Linked DNA regions of Mus musculus: regions 2, 3, 4, 5, 6 and 7 are each linked to region 1. A link is a contact called in public Hi-C and promoter capture Hi-C data. All regions are on one chromosome and are shown on one strand. Each heading gives the region's core, a stretch centred on a gene start, on an enhancer-like site or on the middle of the called end of the contact. The rest is flanking DNA. Distances are from core to core; before and after follow the strand shown. Region 1 holds the start of Usp7 (ubiquitin specific peptidase 7). Region 2 holds the start of Naa60 (N(alpha)-acetyltransferase 60, NatF catalytic subunit). Region 3 holds the start of Mrtfb (myocardin related transcription factor B). Region 4 holds the start of Ubald1 (UBA-like domain containing 1). Region 5 holds the start of Ubn1 (ubinuclein 1). Region 6 holds the start of Nagpa (N-acetylglucosamine-1-phosphodiester alpha-N-acetylglucosaminidase). Region 7 holds the start of Eef2kmt (eukaryotic elongation factor 2 lysine methyltransferase).

Region 1 (2,513 bases), core at 8-2,507:
AAAGGCATGTGCTACCCCCCCCCCCCCAAGTCAGTTGGCGCTTAGGCCTTAAATCAATCAGATTTTCCCTCTTCAAATTTCTTGTATTGAAAAGTTCGCTTTTAAAAAAATTTGACTCCTAAAACTTAGAAAGGTAGACGCAGGAGGATCAGGTGTCCATCAAGCACCATGAAAAGTTCCAGGCCAGCTTGGACTACCCGAGAGACTCTTTCCCAGTGGACGATCGTGGCCAACCTGATCTCCTAGAGAGGAAATAAATGAATGCTGGGATAGGTGAGAGCCGAAGGACTACACTTTGCCTTATTGGATCTAGGGTGCAAAAGAGTTAAGTTTCCCACGTATTTGCCCGGGTGAGAATCCCGGGGCCGGTTACGGGCCGTAAAACGGCGCCGCGCCTTGGGCTCCTTGTCCAGCCCAGTTCCCGCGAGCACCCCTACCCTCAGCCGGAGCCCCGCGGCCCTGGGCTGCGCTCCGCTGCCTCACAGAGGAGACCCCGGCGCCCCGCTCCAGCAGGGCTGGCGGGCGGGCGGCCGGCGCGCGGGGTGGGTGCTCCTCGGTGGCGGCGGGCGGGCCGCTCCCTGCTCCGCCTCCCGCTCCGCCTCCCGCTCCGCCCGCCGCCCGCCCTCGTCTCGTTCGCTCCGCTCTCGCCCCCCATGCGGATGTGACATTTCACGCCGCCGCCATTTTGAGAGCGAGCTGAGCCGAGCCGAGCCGCCGGGCGCCGCGTCCGCTGCCGGAGCCCCGACGACGACGCCGAGGAGGCGGAGGCCTCAGCGCCCCGAGCGCGGCCAGCCGGTCACCCGCCCGCGCAGCCTCAGCGGTCGCCGCCGCAGCCCACACCCGGGCCCGCAGGCTCGCCGCGGCCCGCCCGGCCTCCAGCCTTCCGCGCCCGGTCCGAGGCGGGGCTGACTACGCGGCCCCCGCCCGGCCGCCCTCCGCCCCCGGCCGGCCCGCGGCCCCGCAGCCCCGGCCCCGGCGGCGGGAGGCGGGCCCTGCGGCGGCGGCGGCGGCGGCGGCAGCGGCGGCCGCAGCGAGCGAGGAGGCCGCCCGGCTCGGCCCGCCGCCGCCCGCCCGCCTCGGCGCCGAGATTGGGCGAATCGCGAGCAAGTACGTGCGCGTCTCCCTGCCGCCGCCGCCGCCGCCGCCGCCCGCCGCGGGCCGCCCCGGGGCCGCCGCCGCCGACGACGCGCGGGTAGGAAGAGGAGGAGGCCGCCCCGCCGCCGCCGCCGCCGCCGCCTCTGCTAGCAGCCGCCCGCCCGCCGGGCCCGCAGCCCGGGCCTCCGGCCGCAGGCGAGGCCCAGGCCGCGGCCGACATGAACCACCAACAGCAGCAGCAGCAGCAGCAGAAAGCGGGCGAGCAGCAGCTGAGCGAGCCCGAGGACATGGAGATGGAAGGTGAGGCCCGCAGCGGGGCCGGCGCTTTCATTGTGGTCCGGGCGGCCGCGGGAGCCACGCGAGGGCCTCGCCATCTTTAACCAGGCCGGGCTGCCGCTCGGCCCCGCTCGGCCCGGCGCTTTTGCCGGGCCGGGGCTGCACAGTCATGCGGCCCGGCGGGGGGTGGCCCCGGACCCCCGAGTTCACGCATTGTGCAGCGCACGGGCTGCTGGGCACAAAGCGCCGGAGTCGTAAATTAGGATCGAGGTGTGTTGGCTCCGGGTACCCAGGTTGGGAGGCGGGCCCCGGGGACCGTCCTCTTTCCGGGGTGTGTGGCTCTGGCCAGGCTGGTTGGGCCTGCTCCCCGGCCCCTGAGCTCTTGGGGTGGGTATGGGAGCGGGTGCGCAGGTTCCCCTGCACCTGCTTCTGAACGCGCCCCCGGAGAGCCTCCCCCCAATAACTTCCGAGCGCTCTGCCGGGCGTCGCGCTTAATTGCGGAGACACCTGCAAGGCGCGCAGCTGCCCTCAGCCTTTGGACTTGCTGGGAAAGTACTCAGGTTCGCCTAGTTTATAAGTTACCTGGGCTTGTGGAGGAGTTTGGGTACCTGGCTGTAGGTGGTGCCGTCCACGTCCGGCTAAAAAGTGTGCTTGAAACTATGGAGTTCCGCCGCACATGGCTGGCCTACTGCAGAAGCAGATTAAGTTCTGGAGGTAACTATGTTTTCTACCGGAGCCGCAGGAATTTATCTTGGTACTGGATTTTATACTGTTTGTAGAGCTTCGCTATCAAGGTTTGCTGTGAAAGCGCAGTGGAGGGACTCTGGCTTCGGGATCTCATGCTGGGTTGGTCATTTTCTTTTCTTTTGACTTGGTACTTTAAGTGAAGGCAGTATGCGCGGTTACCTGCCCTAAAGGGGTCAGACAGGCAGGAATCCCAGTGAGGGGCAATGAATGGACCGTTCAGCAAGTGATAGTGGCTTTCATAAATGAATGAAGGTTCCTAGGAAGTTGGGGTAAAACTGTATTTGTTGTGTATGATGTAGCATGCTCTAGGCTAGGAATACTGACTCTTGACCCCCCCTGTGAATAACTTGATGGTGATCAGTGGGAATCAAACAATTGTCTGACCATGCAGCAGA
Region 2 (2,513 bases), core at 11-2,510, 4.9 Mb after region 1:
CTCGCAGTTCACTGGTGTGTGCATCTCTCTCTGTGTGTACTTATATGCTGTTTTTGTCCCAGACCTTCCTCTTCCTGACATTTCGGCTGGTAACAAGGTCACAGGCCTTCTAAAACTCTCCTCCATGTCACATGGTTTTGTGGACTCAAGTCTTTGCATAGATGATTTCGGGAGTAACATGACTTTGCCTGCTGGGTCACACAAGCCAGCAGACAAGCCAAGACTAATTCAGGGATTTTATGTTTCTAGTACTTTGAAAAAGGAAAAGCTCTTTGGCAACTTCCTTAATTAGCACTCCAGACACCACAGGAGCCACAGAGTTAGGCTGTGAGTCTCTTCTTTCAAGACCAAAGGGTGACAAGAATGACCCAAAAGCACATGGCTCTGGGACTTGGCAGAGTTAAGAGATCAATAAAGGAGCCAAAGTTTATGTTTATTGCAGCCTGGCTCCCCAAGCCTTGGGTTTTGACACCAGCAAGGCAGGCATTTGCTGGAGGTTCAGAAGGCCCAGAGTACCCTCTCCACAGCCCCAGCCCAAGACAGCAGCACTGGTCATAGATCCCCTTTTCTCCTTGGCAAATGTTTTCTCCAATTCAGAAGAAATAAGTCAGAGGCGATTATGGAGGGTCCGCTTAGCTTCCATGTGCCGGAATACCAAAAGTACTGCTGGAATGAAAAGACGCGACAGACCTAAAGCAGGGTCCTCGGCTTTCACGCGTGCAAAAAGTCGACAATTACCCCCAGCTCAACAAGTCCCTTAAGGGAGGCAGGCTGGAGCTAGAAGAGTCGACCAGACCCTTCACCTCCAAAACCAGAGGATGCCGCCTTTCCATCTCCCAATTCCTGCAATTACTGGCTGAGGGTCCCCAGAAAGGCCAATTCCCGACGCCCCACCGCGCCCCTCGCCGCCGTCACGGAAACAAACTGGGCGCTAAGAAGCGCCCCGCGCAGGGGTGGGTAAGGGGCTCTCCGGAAAACCCGGCCTCCCACGGGCGGGCAGTGCCCTCGGTGTCGCGACAGCGACCTCCTCACCGCCCCGATTTGCACCCGCCGAGGCCCCCGGCTGCCTCACCTCGGACGGGAGCCGGCGGCAGCGGACGGTGTCTCAAGGCTCAGCGCATCCTGGGGGAGCCGGGAAGCCGGACGTGGGACTGCGCGGTCCCCCGCGACAGATTATGTAACCGGCAGGGGCCGCAGCCGGGACAGGGAAGGCGGCCCCGCGGCACTTCCGCCTCTCCTGTGCTGCCGGCGGCGCAGCCCGGAAGATCATTGGCTGCTACGCCATGTGGCACCGCCCTCCCTGACGCCGCCGCCACCATGTTGGGAGCTGGCAAGCCTCTGGCCGCTGGCGGGACCTGCTCCCGAAGCCTCCCGCACTGGCGGCGGAAGCTCAAGACAGCTGCGAGCCGCCCAGCTGCCCTTGCGTGCATGCGTGGACACCGGCGGCGGCGGGCCGGGGTTTCCGCGCCTTTCCTCAATCAAGCGGGTCAGAGGGCGCCTTTCCTCGATCAAGCGGGTCAGAGGAGCTCCGAGGCCTCCCTAGTCCTGAGACGCACGGCTCCGCCGCTGGCCTGCTCTTCCCCCACTGGAGGTTAGTATTAATAGATGCTGGCGCTGGTGATTGCTAGAAGCCCTGACTCAAAAGGCACCGCCCCGCGCTCGCGCTGACAGCCACAGAAGGGTGGTCGTGAGCTATCATTGCAGTGGACAAGTGACATTGGCCTTCAGGGCTGGGTGGGGGTGGGAGTTCTATATCCAGATGTAATTCAGAGATAATTCAGTTCGTGTAACCAGAGAAAAGCTTGCTGACCAACAGTTTATTCTTTGCTTTTAGATAACTAAAATGGTATGTAGTCAAAGGCTCAACCAACCTTAAAAAAATATTAATATCCAAGAAATACATCAGTGCTACATCCACTCCAGTAGTGACTCGCATTACAGGTTTAGAAACCTGGAAGCAGTCATGAGGTGAAGACTTTCACGGAAACTTCGCCTCCTGGAGCCTTGGCATTCCAATAGCACGTATACTCAAACCCTGTCCCAGCGTTAGTCTGGTGTATGGATTCGTGTGCTCTCTTTCAGTATTGTTTTATTATAAGTGCCTTTAAGGATTGATTTTGACATATAGCTAAGCCTTTGTCAGTGTTCCAATGTCCTGACCCTGAGCTTGGAATTCAGTAAGAATGTTACCTATTCAGTAACATTCAAATTCACTTCTAGTAGAGACAGTGAAAATAATCAGACATTACAATTTACTAGAACAGAGCTAGAAAAGCTCAGGGCCAGTCTGCATAGTAATTACTTAGAACAATAGCTGAGTTTCACCCAAACACAGGAATACACAATGGCCTAGGAAATAGGTGGGTTGGAGTATTACTCATGAAAGGGTTAGTAGAATGGAATTCCCCTGGTGCAGGTTTTTCACTAGGCCCAGAGGAATAGCATAATCAGGTATTTACTAAAGGACCACTGTAGGTGGGTTTAACAATAGACTAGCATTGCATCAGAGCATT
Region 3 (2,513 bases), core at 8-2,507, 4.5 Mb before region 1:
ATGTAGCCTGGAATACAGCATCCCTGGAGGGCTGTATTATCTGAGCCTAACCAGAGACAGGCTGTGATTTATCTTGCACGCTGTCAGTCAGCCTACATTGTTTTTCTCATTAGCATCAATTACCCCAAGTAACACGGTTTTATCTCAGGTCCCAATCTTTGTTCCTGACTTTGAGACTCACTGTCCCACAAGTGCATGCGTACATACGTGAGTGTGTGTCTCCAAACATACTCACTAGCCGCAGGGTCCGTGATATTACGTCCTACCTAGCTGGGTGTCTGGGCTGCACTAACGCCATAGCACGTATTTCTTCTTCACATCTAAAGGAGAGCACTCTACTGACCTTGGATCACGTATAGGAAGATATAGTATGAACTTCGTGTCAGGGTGGCAAACATTTGCCACAGAACCAAAAGTTAGGAACTTCACAACCGCTCATCCTAAGAGTGCGATCTCAAGCTTCAGAAAAGAATCAAACTTTTCAAAGTTTCTTTGCCTGAGGCAAACCTTGAGCTATCCTCGTGGCCTGAGACCCTACACCCGCCGCACCCCTCGTCACTGTCACACCGCGTCTGCTCATACACAGGGCCAAAGGGTAGCTTCTGAACACTGAGAACTAGGCAAAGTTTCAGGGACAGAACAAAAGCGGTGGAAAACTTTCTCCCTGGAAACCCGGAACGCTGCGTGCGTGCAATTTCGGGAGGGCTTGCAGACACACCCTCTGCAGCCCCGCGGGGACCCCAGGGGAAGAGCCGCGAGCAGGGCTGGGGAGGAGGATGGAAGGTGAGTCCGGGGCGTGGGCCGTCCCCATCCCACCACGTCCCCGTCGAGTGGCTCCGGCCAAGGCGCTGCTGCACCTCACTGCAGTTCCAGCGTGGGAGCGCGCAAGCGAAGCGCCTGGTACCAACTCCAGGCTGCCCGGGAAGATCGGGCCGCGGCCGCACACAGGGGACCCCCGACGAGGGAAGCCCGGACCCGGTAGCCCCGAGACCGCGGCCGCCCCGCCCCGCCCCGCCCCGCGCGAGTCCCGGGACAGCGCGCACCCGGAGGCGCCGCAGCAACCTCGAGGGGCCACCGAGGACGCGGGCCTTCCGTCCGTCCCTCTCCCGGGGCCCGGCCTCGCCCTCCGCAGCTCTCCCCTGCCTCAGTCCCAACGGCCGCCTCGCACCCGCTCGCCGCTCACCTCCCCGGCCGCTGCCGCCGCCGCCGCCACCGCTGCCGCAGCTACCACCGGATCTCGCGAGACTTCGCTCCGCCCCCGTGCTTACCCTCCTCCCGTCTGAAGGCACGGAGCCCGTCCTGGAAGCTCCAGGTAGCGCCGAGCCGACTCCCGGAGGTTTACACCCTGCTTCCCTTCTCCCACCCGGCATCCGCCCTCGCCCCTGACCCGGAAAAGTTAAAACCCAGGTGCGAGGCCGCCCGCTCCCGCCGCGCTCTCACCTGGCTGCCCCGGGGCGCATGCGCAGCTGGGCTGCGGAGCTGGGAGCTCTTTGGTTGCTGCCTAAGCTCTGGCTGCTCCCAGTCAGATAGATGGTCAGTCAGTGCCGGCTACCCTAGCAAGCAAACAGCTCATGCTGCCTCACTAAGTGCATTCTTGCCGCCTCCCCATTCCAGAAGGAGGTTGCAGCGGACGAGCAGACCGGCCTGTGGAGTCGGTGCGTTTCTGATGCCACACCCGCACCTGTAGGAACCCCTCCTCTTGAGCCCTGCCTCACTCTCCACCCCTCTGTAGTTCTTCCGAGTGGAAGAAGTGACCCCAATAGGGGGTCTGTTGCAACCCATCTTAATGCAACTAGACAAGAGAACGCTTTTCACACTTTCTCCAACTCTGTAGAGCCCTAAAAGCAAAATATGTTCGAAAACAGTGGGAGAACCCAGGATAGAATGGTTCATGGACATAGAGCCAGGGCATTCGTGGAGTTAGGTCAGCTGTTCGGGGCCACAGGGGGTCGCATATCAGATTCTGTGTATCATTTACATTGATTCATAACAGCAAAATAACTTTATGGTTGGGGGATCACCACAACATGAGGAACTGTATTAAAGGGTCCCAGCATTAGGAAGGCTGAGAACCACTGCATTACGGTGTGACTTCTTCCCAAAAGAAAACTTAAGAGTAATTGCTTCTAAGGAAGAGAGGCTGGCATAGTGAGATGCACTAAAGTGGGTACCCATAACCTCGTGCCTTAGAGTTTTACTGCTGTAAACAGAAAATTGCCATGACCAAGGCAACTCTTATAAGGACATTTAATTGGGGCTGGCTTACGGGTTCAGAGGTTAAGTCCGTTATCATTAAGGCAGGAACATGGCAGCAACCAGGCAGATATGGTACAGAAAGAGTTGAGAGTTCTACAGCTTCATCTGAAGGCTGCTAGGAGAAGAATGGCTTCCAGGCAGCTAGGGTGAGAGCCTTAAAGCCCATGCCCACAGTGACACACCTACTCCAACAAGGCCACATCTTCTAATAGTGCCACTCCCTGGGCAGAGCATATACGAACCATCACACTTCCGAA
Region 4 (2,513 bases), core at 7-2,506, 3.9 Mb after region 1:
CCTTCCCATCTTCCTCCAGCCACCCGATCGGAGAGCCCCTAGGAGTGAAGGGCAAGATAGAACTCCATTTCCCTAGGTATCAACTGGGCCCCACACCTTTACGGCCTCAGCGGTCCTAGCGAGAACAAAGGATCAGGTGTATCAAAACGTCTCAAGAGCCCGCAGTTGGCTTCCGAGGCCTGCGCTTACTTCCTCGGGGCAGTGTCGCTATAATGAAGCTTTCGGACCTAACGCCTCCCCTCCCGGCTGGTTCTACAGGGGGCCAGGTCAAAGGTGAGGCCAGTGAGAGCAAAGAACCCGGGCAACGTCTCTCAGCCGAGAAGACAACGCCAGCCCTCTCCTCCCCCCAGCTTCTGGGCGACTCTTCCACGTCCGACCGGCCACTCTACCAACCGCGACGTCAGCCGGAAGTGGCATGTGCGGGGCTGTAAACACCGCCTGCGAAATCACGCACCCAGCTCCCGACCCCGCCCCCACGCCACGTGATGCGCCCGCCCCCGCCGCCGCCTCATTGGGCGGCCAGCTTTGTTTACCTTATATGGCCAGGTCCTAACACCCCGTGACGGCCCATTGGTACAGTCGCGACCTCACTCAGGTGACGTCACTGGGACAGAAAGATGCAAATAAACCGGGGCATTGTGGGAATGGCAGTCGTGGCCGTTTCTGTACGTGCTCCGCGCGGTCCTTTTGCCAGCAGGCTGCTGGAAGTTTTTCTTTTGCGTGGGAAAGTGGGAGTTGAAAGAAAGGGGACGCCAAGGCTCCGGAGCAGGGGCTGTCTTTTTTTTTTTTTTTTTTTTTTTTTTTTTTTTTAAGACGCTCTTCCTGCACGACTGGCCAAGAGTTAGGCAAAGATGCCTTGCGAGCTCTGGAATGCTTCCAGGAGGTGGTGATTTCTAGCAGCGCCTTGAAAGGCAGATGCTCTGCGATACCGAGCGTTTTCTAAGTCTCAGGATTTTAGGAGTGTTTCAGCCTAGGGCAGTGGAGTAGGACCAAAGCTATCAGAGAGTCCCCTAAGAGCGCGCCTATTAATATTGTGATGCTAAGCACAGCAGCACACAGGACCTCCAGGGCCCAGTGATAAGGCAAGCTTGTGCAATGGTCCCTGGTTCGCAACTTCGCCTCTCAGCCTGGGGCACGGGCTGCGCGCCCCACTGAGATCGCTCGGGAGAGGGCGTCCACGCTCCTTCCCGGTCCGTTCGGCGGGGGCGTCGCGGACTACACATCCCAGCATGCTTCGCCGGCCGCGGGGCAGCGAGGCGCGGTGAGTCAGAGCGCACAGTAAATATTTGTATTAGCCGGGGCCGGCTCGCTAATGGTGGACGCGTGAGGCTAGCGCGCAGGGAGGCCGGAGCGGGCTGCACGGCGGCGCCATGTCCGTGAACATGGACGAGCTCAAACACCAGGTCATGATCAACCAGTTCGTGCTGACGGCGGGCTGTGCGGCCGATCAGGCGAAGCAACTGCTACAAGCGGCCCACTGGCAGTTCGAGGTGCGTAGGGGAACCGGGGACGGGCGCGGGCGGTGTGGACACGTGCCGGGGTGCCGGCTGCGGGCATCACCGACCGCCAGGCCAGAGCCCCGGAAACCCCGCTATCAGGACTGGATACCCTCCCCCAACACCCCCCCCCCCCCGGTCCCGGTAACGGCTGAGGAGGAGACAGCCGCCTGGAAGACGCCCAGGGCCGTGCCGGAGGCGGAGTCGCTTGGAGAGAGCGGTCTCAGGGTCGGTGTGCCGGGTGGGCGGTTTGCGGGAGTGCGCACACGTACATGTGGATTTGTATTTACGCACGCACCGCGCTTGGGCGTCAGCAGGGCACATCGAAGGTTGTGGGCATGTGGGCGCGTGTGCGGACTCAAAGCCCGTCTCGAGTGCGTGTCTGATACAGGATACCTTTGTGTCATGTTTGGTGTGTGTGTGCAGCGTGTACATAGGTGGTGGTTTGCTGATGGTAATCGTGCTGGGTATGGTGCGGTGTATGTTCATATACGTCATGGAGTGTATGGGTGGTGTGCTGGATCCTCAGAGTAAATTACGAGAGTCTGTATGTGTGTAGCCCACTCCAAAGGTGTCACCGGGGCGGGATCCTTATGAAGACCTGGGTATCCTCGGGCCTGACAAAGGAACCTGTATCTTGGGATGGTGTACTGTATACGGTTCACTTATTTTAGGGCATTTTAGACAGAAGATGGGAAGGTCAGTCTGGCTCTCATCTACTCCCAGGTTTCTCTTGACCGGTAGGATTATGTGCCCAGTCTTTTGTGTTACTAAGATGCCTCTGTTCCTCTAACTCAAAACCCCACATTCACCACTTGTGGGTATCGAGATGAGACTCTCTGGCTTGTAGCTGTGTGGGTACATGTGTGAGTCACAACCAGAGCCAGTCTAGTATTCTGTGCCCAGTTGGAGACCCCAGAGCTTGGCTTCCCAGTGGGAACCATCCCATTTTCAGTAGGAAAAGCCAGGAAGTGGAGACCAAGGCTTAACTTCCTGGTGCAGGATCAGAACCTCCCC
Region 5 (2,513 bases), core at 10-2,509, 3.7 Mb after region 1:
GTTGTAAAGATTTACATTTAAAGACAAGTCATTACAATATTCTTAAATTCCTGGAAAACTCTAATTTCTAAATTAAGAACATTTGTCAAATTTTATGAAATCTTAAATACACTTTAAATGGTCAGTTCGTGTTTAATTAACACACAATGTAAATGACAGTCCTTGAAAAATGTGGTACTTCTTCCAAAGAAAAAACAAGCTGGGGTCAACCACCCAGCTTCTCCACCACACCATCTCTCAGAGCAATTGACAACCAAAGCCTCTACAAGGACACTGCTTTGGGGAAAGGGGCGTGAACCCGTCACCTTCCGAGCAGGCGTTGACTTCAGAAAGTACAGCTGTAAGTTAAGTCCACCCTGACACAGACTCCTGCCGCCTTTTCTTGGGTGTGAGACTTTTCTTGCTCAAAGTCGAGCTTCAACTCGGTCTACGGAACTTAGGGCAGCCGCCCTGCCCCTCGGCAGGTACCAGTTCCCATTACTGTCACCTGTCTTCCAGCTGTCAAAACTTCTTGCAAAGTGTCACACTACTTACGAAGGCTAACGCGGGAGGCTGGACCAGACCGCGGCGCTCACCGTTGTCCCCAGAGCCGACGCGGGCCGTAGACGTCCCCCCGTGGTGGTCCTCATGCCGGCCCGGGACCCTCGGGTTGCGGCGCGGCTCAGCGGCCCGCTCCCGAGCGCTGCAGGCGGGCGCGCGGAGGGCCCGCGCCGCGGCCCATGGCCGGCTCCCCAGCCCGCGGGAAGGAAGCCTCTCGACAAACTGCCGCTTTCTCTTGTCAGCCAGCGGGGGGAGCCGAGATATGCCAAGTCCACGTCCAAGAAAACAAGTCGGGCGACGCCGAGGACGCTTGGCGGGGACGCCGCTCCGGAAGCCGACTGTCGAGCTGGGCGCTCCTCAGCAGTCTGGAGCTCCCGCCCCGAGCGCGGGCTCGCGGGCAACCGGGGCCTCTTCTGCCCCGGGCTGGGACCGAGACTGGCTTCCAGGCCGCGCCAGGGTCAGTCAGGGCAGCAACCGGACTCCAACACCTATCCGCCCGGGACCTCAGGCTCGGCAACGGCCCGGGGCCCGCGCCTGCCTAACAGCCGTAACGGAAGCAGCGGGAAAGACTGGAAATGAGTCTAGAGTCCCGGAAGCGAGCGGGCAGCACAGTCGGCTCCCTTTCGCGCTAGTCCGGCCGCGCCGCCTCCGCCGCCGCTGCTTTGGACCGCGGATGCTTCGTTGTCACGAGCCGGAGGGGAGGGGGGAGGCGGGAGCTTGGAGTCTCTGGGCTTCGACGCGCTGAGAGCGCGGCGCTCAAGTCACGTGCCTCCAAGCAGTCCAATGGACGGCCGCGGCGCGGTGACGTCAGCGCATCCGCTAGGCGGATGACAGCAAACACCCGTCACGTGGTCAGGCCAACTCCAATGGGCGGTGCCGCGGCGACCTGAAGTTCCCGGCTGCCCGTGCGGCGGCGGTGGTTGGGTGGTAAGATGGCGGCTGTGAGTCTGCGGCTCGGCGACTTGGTGTGGTGAGTCCTGGCGACCAGCGCTGAACGAAAGACGGCGCGAAGCTGCTTTTCCTGGTCGCAGGGTTGCCAGCTGGCCCAGGAGTAGTTTTATTATGCACTCCGGACGGCGGAGAGTGGGGAAGAGGAGGTGCCGCCGCGGTGTGAACGACGCTTGAGCGGAAGAGGCTGTCCGGTCCCCGGGGGACCGAGGCCGAGAGGGGCCGCGGCGGTCCCTGCTCTGAACCCTGAGGCCATCCCAGGGGAGGGTTACGGCTCTAGAACTCTGGCTCCAGCTGCCACTGCAGAGAACTCTGGCGTGGCGTGGAGTCCCAGGGTCTCTCCGGACCTCCTCTCAAAGCAGGAGAGGATACCTTGCTAGAGACAGAGCCGTCCATACCCGCGTTCGGTTGGGACAGACGTGGGCTCGAGGCTTGGTTCCAGGTGGCGAAATCCGACTGCCCGGCGCTGCCCCATGAAGAAACCGAGGGGAGGGTGACTTCTCCTTTGCAAATGATGGCTAGGCGGTGATCCAGTGCCTCTCGTTCTGTTCCTTGTGTCCCCTGCAACAGCCAAAACCAAGAGTGACCATTGTCTCCTTGGAACTGCGTAGTTTCCCTACCTAGAGGAAGGTTTCCATGATCATTTGTCAAAGGAAAGCCGATCATGGGGTGAATTAAATCAGTCTTAGGGAAGTCTGTGTTTACAGAGAGAAGTTTCCAACACTCTCCCAGGGAGGTACCAGACCAGTGACGTCCTGATGGTTTTGTTTTTCTATGTTCCTTCTCGGGAAGAGTGCACAGATCTCAGGCACACACACACACACACACACACACACACACATATATATATATATACAGTTTTGTATGTAATATGTGAGGGCCCTGAGCCCAGCTGTGAAAGACCCATCTGGTTTGCCTGCTTTTGTTCTGGCCCTTTTGTTCAGCCTAGAGTTAGAAGCATAGATTGCTTGTTGAGTGGGCTGAAGGAGATGGACTGGCTTTTCCAGGGCAAGTTCTGACTGTTT
Region 6 (2,513 bases), core at 5-2,504, 3.5 Mb after region 1:
CACCTACTAGATTGACAATGCCCCTGAGGAGGTCAGGAACTGGACTTTGCGTTGGGCTCTGCCTTTGGGTAAGCCCTAAGAAGAGCAGCCTCTGACAGGCAGCACTGAAGCACAAGCCGTGCTTCAAGGGGACACTCGCCAGGAGGATCCCAGGCTCGGGACTTACTATAACACAGGACACTTGTCACCTGAAAGCTTGAGTCAGTCAGTTATTATGGTCTGTGTGTGAGATACAAGTGGGTGCATAGGCAGTGGTGCACACATGTAGATCAGACTTTCTACAGCCAATTCTCTTCTTCCTCCTCTCCATGGGTTCAGGGTCTTCATCTCAGGTTGCACAGCGAGTTCATTTATGTGCTGTGCCATCTCGCCAGTCGTTCCTATATCCTAGAGGAAAACTAGTTTCTTCTGGTCAAGAGGAGGAAAGAGTGGAGACCTGTCATTCTAAGATACCCAAAACAGGGCCAGGTTGGGGACCTGTGCCTTTAATCCCATCACTTGGGGATTAGGTAGAAGCAAGAGGCTCTAGACCAGTCTACACACTGAATTTCAAGCCAGCCTACCTATAAATCAGAGACCCTGCTTCAAAAATAAAATTAAACAAAAACGAAGATAAACCAAGCTACCCAAAACACAAGAGTTAATCCAGTCAGACAGGTCTAGCAAATGCTAGGATGAAAGGTGTGCACCACCACGAGTGGGCTGCAAGCCTCTCTCTCTCTCTCTCTCTCTCTCTCTCTCTCGTTTGTTTTGTTTTTCGAGACAAGGTTTCTCTGTGTAGCCCTGGCTGTCCTGGAACTCACTCTGTAGACCAGGCTGGCCTCGAGCTTCACTCTTAAAAGTTCCTCTTCCTCCTCCTCCATCTTTTCCTCCTCTTACCCCCTAGGCTCCTTTTCCTCTTCTTGTCTTTCAGATAAAGTCTCAAGTAGTCCAGACTGGTCTCAAACTAACTAACTAGCCAAGAATAGCCAACCTCTTAACTTCCGATTCTCCTGCCTCTGCTGAATGCTGGGGTTGTGGCGTGGGCCACCACTTCTGGTTTGTGCAACACAGAAGGAACTAGGGCTTTAAGCACGAGAAGCAAGTTCTGTACAGACTTACACAGGCCCAGCATCTGTTCTTGCAATTTTCTGTAAGTTTGACATAATATGAGAATAAAAAGCTATCTATCTCCCTTCCAGCCTTACCCTCTCTGATGGAATTCGAATGCGTAATCAAAGCACCCAACAGCCTGGCCTGGAATCACGTGGGGCGAGCCCACGTGACCGGAGCACCAATCCAATATGGCGGCGCCCAGGGGGCCCGGGCTGTTCCTCATACCCGCGCTGCTCGGCTTACTCGGGGTGGCGTGGTGCAGCCTAAGCTTCGGGTGAGTGCAGCCGCCGGGGCCAGCCTGGCTGGGGTCCACCTTTCCTGAGCGCTCTCAGGCACAGCCCTCCGACCTCACGATCGCCCCGTCCCTGCAGGGTTTCCCGCGACGATGACCTGCTGCTGCCTTACCCACTAGCGCGCAGACGTCCCTCGCGAGACTGCGCCCGGGTGCGCTCAGGTAGCCCAGAGCAGGAGAGCTGGCCTCCGCCACCCACGAACCCCGGCGCCAGCCACCACGCGGCCGTGCGCACCTTCGTGTCGCACTTCGAGGGGCGCGCGGTGGCCGGCCACCTGACGCGGGTCGCCGATCCCCTACGCACTTTCTCGGTGCTGGAGCCCGGAGGAGCCGGGGGCTGCGCGCAGAAGCGCCGCGCTACTGTGGAGGACACAGCCGTCCCGGCCGGTTGCCGCATCGCTCAGAACGGTGGCTTCTTCCGCATGAGCACTGGCGAGTGCTTGGGGAACGTGGTGAGCGACGGGCGGCTGGTGAGCAGCTCAGGGGGACTGCAGAACGCGCAGTTCGGTATCCGACGCGATGGAACCATAGTCACCGGGTGAGGAGGCAGGGAGCCCCGGGGCTGTAGAGGGCAAAGGGTCTCTGATGTTCTTTCAGAGCCATGCCTCCGAGTCCAGGTCCCTAACCAAACTTCCTGTCTTTCTTCTTCCGAGTAATGACGCTGACACCTTCCTTCCTTTAAGTTTATTCATGTGCCACTGAATAATCTGTGATCAGGCCGTGTGTGGGGACTTGGGGAGGCGACCGTGAGCCTGAACACAGTTTGTGCCCTAGTGAACTTTGTGTAGTATTAGAGAAACATTTCGTGTTCAACGAAGCCATGGAACCAATTGGAAATAGTGTAGAGTTTATGGAGCAGTCCCAGACAGCTAGCTGGAGGCCTTTTGCTGTCCTGATAAAAATCCAGGTTAGACAAGGAGCTTGTTGAGGGCAGCCTTTGGAAGTTTCTGTGTTTCTTGAAATTTGACAGCAGCCAGAGTTGACAGCAGGCAGGCAGGAGTAGAAGGTAGCGCCATCTGGTGTTCCAGTTCTCTTCCAAGGTTCCGTTTTTTGCCAAGGCTGGGAAGTGGGCTTTCCCCAACTCTTCTCAGCCCTTGGTTGCAATTTCTGGGCCTGCCCATGTATC
Region 7 (2,513 bases), core at 10-2,509, 3.5 Mb after region 1:
ACAAACACACACATACACAAATAATCAATGTAAAGAAATTAAAAGGCAAAATCCCACAGAAACAATCATAGTTCATTTTATTTAAATCAAGTCAGCTCAGGGAATAAAAGACCAATCCCATCTTGGTCCCCTATGCTGGCCTGGATTTTTGGAGGGTCACAGACCTGACTGTAATTAATTCCCTTCTGTTGTTCTCCAAAACAAACCTCAGGATTTCTTGTCTAAAGGAGGTAATGGGATACAATCTGTCCCCTTCATCAACATTCTGCAAGTATATTTAACAAGCTAGCTCTAGAAGCTTCCAAATGGAGATTTTGAGACATTTGCTAAACTGAACTGTTACACCTTGAATGACAGTGCACACTTGGAGGACAACAGGGGTGGCTTGCCAGTGTCCTGCCTTTCAACTCTAGGGACTTTGAACAGAATACTCTGCCACCCACTGCAGCTAACTCCCACTCTTAGTTCAGATTCTATTCCTTGCAAGATGAAACAAAACTCCTGCTGGAAGCCTCTGCAATTCTGTGCACTAATTTTCAGAGCAGATACTGTTACTGTTATATGTGTGTGTGTGTGTGAACACATATACACAAATAACGTAAAGAAATTAAAAGATGAAACCCCACAGAAACAATCTCAGTTCATTTTATTTAAATGAACCCAGTTCAGGGAATAAAGACCAACTCCTTGGTCCCCTATGCTGACCTGGCTTCGTGGATGTGTGTGTGTACACGCGCGCACTCGCGCGTGTGCGTGCGCAGGTAGGCTGAAGGATCCCAGGTATCACTTCCTAACACCCAGGTGGGGTTAGACCCCTCCAAAAATCTTCCTCGGCTACTTCGAGGGCAGACCCACCCTAGCCTCGCCCCCGGCTGATCTGAGCTCGCCCCAGACCACCCAAAGACAACCGGCTAAGAGTTGCTCAACCTCAATCTCAGCCCCACCCCCATTCCCGCTCGGGCCCACCTTCCAACCCCCAGTTCCTGCCAAGGACCGCCCTCTGAGCCCCGCCCCCAAGCCAGTCTAGGCTTCGCCTCCAAGTTGCCAGCTCCAGCTCCAGGAACTGTTTAAAACGCTCCCCAGTCAGGCCCAACCCGGCCCGGTCCGCCTCTAACCCTGCCCCACCGTACTCCCCGCCCCGCGGGCACCATCTTGCCCCGCCTCCTGGGCCGGAACATAGACTAGCCCCCGCCCACATCTTACCTCCTAGTTGCCACGCCTCCTCCGTCTCAGGCCTCGCTTCCGCCCGTTTCCAGGCAACCCTGGCCCTGCCCCGCGATGGCGCCTGAGGACCACGAGGGGGCCACGTCTCTGCTGCAGAGTTTCGAGCGCCGCTTCCTGGCGGCTCGCGCGCTGCCCTCCTTTCCCTGGCAGGTGGGCGGCGGGCGTGCGGCGGGTATCAGGGTCGAGCACCACGGGCGGCGGGGCCGGGAGTCTCGGGCCGCCTTTGCTCACCGCTGGACTGGGGGAGGCAGGCGGGCCCTTCCCCGGCAGGGTTTACAGGGTCACGAACCGGGCTGGATTATTTTAGCAACTTTTAAGCCAGTAATCGGTCATCTTGGCGACTGCAAAACAACTTTGAAAAACTAAACGTCTTCAAATGGCAAGAGCCGCGCTCTCCTGAAAAGGAGGCCAGGTCCCCATCCGAAGGGCAGGCTTCAGGCAGAACCGTCTCAGAGGGAGTTCGGACTGAAAATGGTGCTTCCCTGTGGCCTGGGGACCTGCAGCTCGGACGCGAGGATCCTTTAGAGCGTGCCTCGCTGTTAACTCTTGTGCGGTGAGCTCACCGGCATGAGTTACTATAGATTTGTATTCCTCCAGAGTCTACCCGGTTTCGTTGGGTGGTTTGGGTAGTTGTATTATTTCATCGACATAAAATATCTCTGGTCTTAACGCAAAACGAAACCCGAATAACATATAAGTCCTTATTCAATGTCAACTGTAATAATAGTTCATGTGCTGTGCTAAGTACTTGCTCAGGGTCACCCACAGTGCACAGCACTGGCGTCTGTGGTCACTCCATTTGACCAGGAGTTTAAGAAGGAAAGAATCAGAGCTCTGGCCGGGGAGGCCAGCTTCCTGCTTATAGTTCTAATTCAACCCCCTGTGTGCTGTGGGACTTTACAAGAGGCTACATCTCTGTGCCATCATTTCTAATTAATACAGTAAAGGATACAATGATAGCAGCCTCTTGCTACTAAACAGCTGGACTTCTTTTCCTTTGCCCAGCTAGAAATCATAGATAGACAAAAAGTTCTGGGAGTGCTGATCTCTGCTGACTGTGTTTTTCTGTGCCGGCTGTAGGCAGACAAGACCAGTAATTGCAGGTTTCTTGAGTGTAGGGCCCTTGGCCCTCCGGGAGTTCTTAGGACATTTTTGGCTGCGAGCTTCCCAGCAGGCCAAGGTATTGGATTTCTTCAGCCCTTGGCAGCAGCCCTTAGAAACATACAGCTCTTGTGCAGGTCTTGGAAGTGCGGATTCATTAGCTCTTGACCATGGCCAGCCTGTCTGCT

Evidence for each region. Promoter capture Hi-C pulls out the DNA fragments that hold promoters and counts their contacts. Hi-C and Micro-C count contacts between places; a contact is called where the count stands out from the background.
Region 2: a contact with region 1 is called in a promoter capture Hi-C map of pre-B cells. The contact joins the promoter of Naa60 here to the promoter of Usp7 in region 1. A contact is called at or near these places in 2 of 39 promoter capture datasets (cranial neural crest and pre-B cells).
Region 3: a promoter capture Hi-C map of pre-B cells shows a contact between it and region 1. The contact joins the promoter of Mrtfb here to the promoter of Usp7 in region 1. A contact is called at or near these places in 2 of 39 promoter capture datasets (pre-B cells and second pharyngeal arch cranial neural crest).
Region 4: a contact with region 1 is called in a Hi-C map of B cells, with 5 read pairs. The contact joins the promoter of Ubald1 here to the promoter of Usp7 in region 1. A contact is called at or near these places in 1 of 39 promoter capture datasets (cranial neural crest) and 1 of 484 Hi-C or Micro-C datasets (B cells).
Region 5: a Hi-C map of B cells shows a contact between it and region 1, with 6 read pairs. The contact joins the promoter of Ubn1 here to the promoter of Usp7 in region 1. A contact is called at or near these places in 1 of 39 promoter capture datasets (cranial neural crest) and 1 of 484 Hi-C or Micro-C datasets (B cells).
Region 6: a contact with region 1 is called in a Hi-C map of embryonic stem cells, with 6 times the contacts expected there. The contact joins the promoter of Nagpa here to the promoter of Usp7 in region 1. A contact is called at or near these places in 2 of 39 promoter capture datasets (cranial neural crest and second pharyngeal arch cranial neural crest) and 1 of 484 Hi-C or Micro-C datasets (embryonic stem cells).
Region 7: a promoter capture Hi-C map of hematopoietic stem and progenitor cells shows a contact between it and region 1. The contact joins the promoter of Eef2kmt here to the promoter of Usp7 in region 1. A contact is called at or near these places in 3 of 39 promoter capture datasets (cranial neural crest, hematopoietic stem and progenitor cells and liver).

Annotation. Positions count from the first base shown.
Region 1 is chr16:8,737,086-8,739,598 of GRCm38.p6, reverse strand. It overlaps Usp7 (ubiquitin specific peptidase 7), which reads left to right and starts at 1,257. Exons shown (of 31, transcript NM_001003918.2): 1 at 1,257-1,395. The coding sequence starts at 1,314.
Region 2 is chr16:3,883,366-3,885,878 of GRCm38.p6, reverse strand. It overlaps Naa60 (N(alpha)-acetyltransferase 60, NatF catalytic subunit), which reads right to left and starts at 1,260. Exons shown (of 7, transcript NM_029090.3): 1 at 1,073-1,260. It also overlaps a transcript of Zfp597 not described here.
Region 3 is chr16:13,255,225-13,257,737 of GRCm38.p6, reverse strand. It overlaps Mrtfb (myocardin related transcription factor B), which reads right to left and starts at 1,257. Exons shown (of 17, transcript NM_001122667.2): 1 at 1,184-1,257.
Region 4 is chr16:4,878,594-4,881,106 of GRCm38.p6, reverse strand. Ubald1 (UBA-like domain containing 1) reads left to right here and starts at 1,256. Exons shown (of 3, transcript NM_145359.2): 1 at 1,256-1,490. The coding sequence starts at 1,371.
Region 5 is chr16:5,048,803-5,051,315 of GRCm38.p6, reverse strand. Ubn1 (ubinuclein 1) reads right to left here and starts at 1,259. Exons shown (of 19, transcript NM_026666.4): 1 at 535-1,259. Glyr1 (glyoxylate reductase 1 homolog (Arabidopsis)) reads left to right here and starts at 1,406. Exons shown (of 16, transcript NM_001079814.1): 1 at 1,406-1,510. The coding sequence starts at 1,473.
Region 6 is chr16:5,202,753-5,205,265 of GRCm38.p6, reverse strand. It overlaps Nagpa (N-acetylglucosamine-1-phosphodiester alpha-N-acetylglucosaminidase), which reads left to right and starts at 1,254. Exons shown (of 10, transcript NM_013796.3): 1 at 1,254-1,369; 2 at 1,467-1,925. The coding sequence starts at 1,284.
Region 7 is chr16:5,254,702-5,257,214 of GRCm38.p6, reverse strand. Eef2kmt (eukaryotic elongation factor 2 lysine methyltransferase) reads left to right here and starts at 1,259. Exons shown (of 8, transcript NM_027446.2): 1 at 1,259-1,374. The coding sequence starts at 1,279. Gm15983 (a long non-coding RNA gene) reads right to left here and starts at 1,252. Exons shown (of 3, transcript XR_003951974.1): 1 at 1,204-1,252.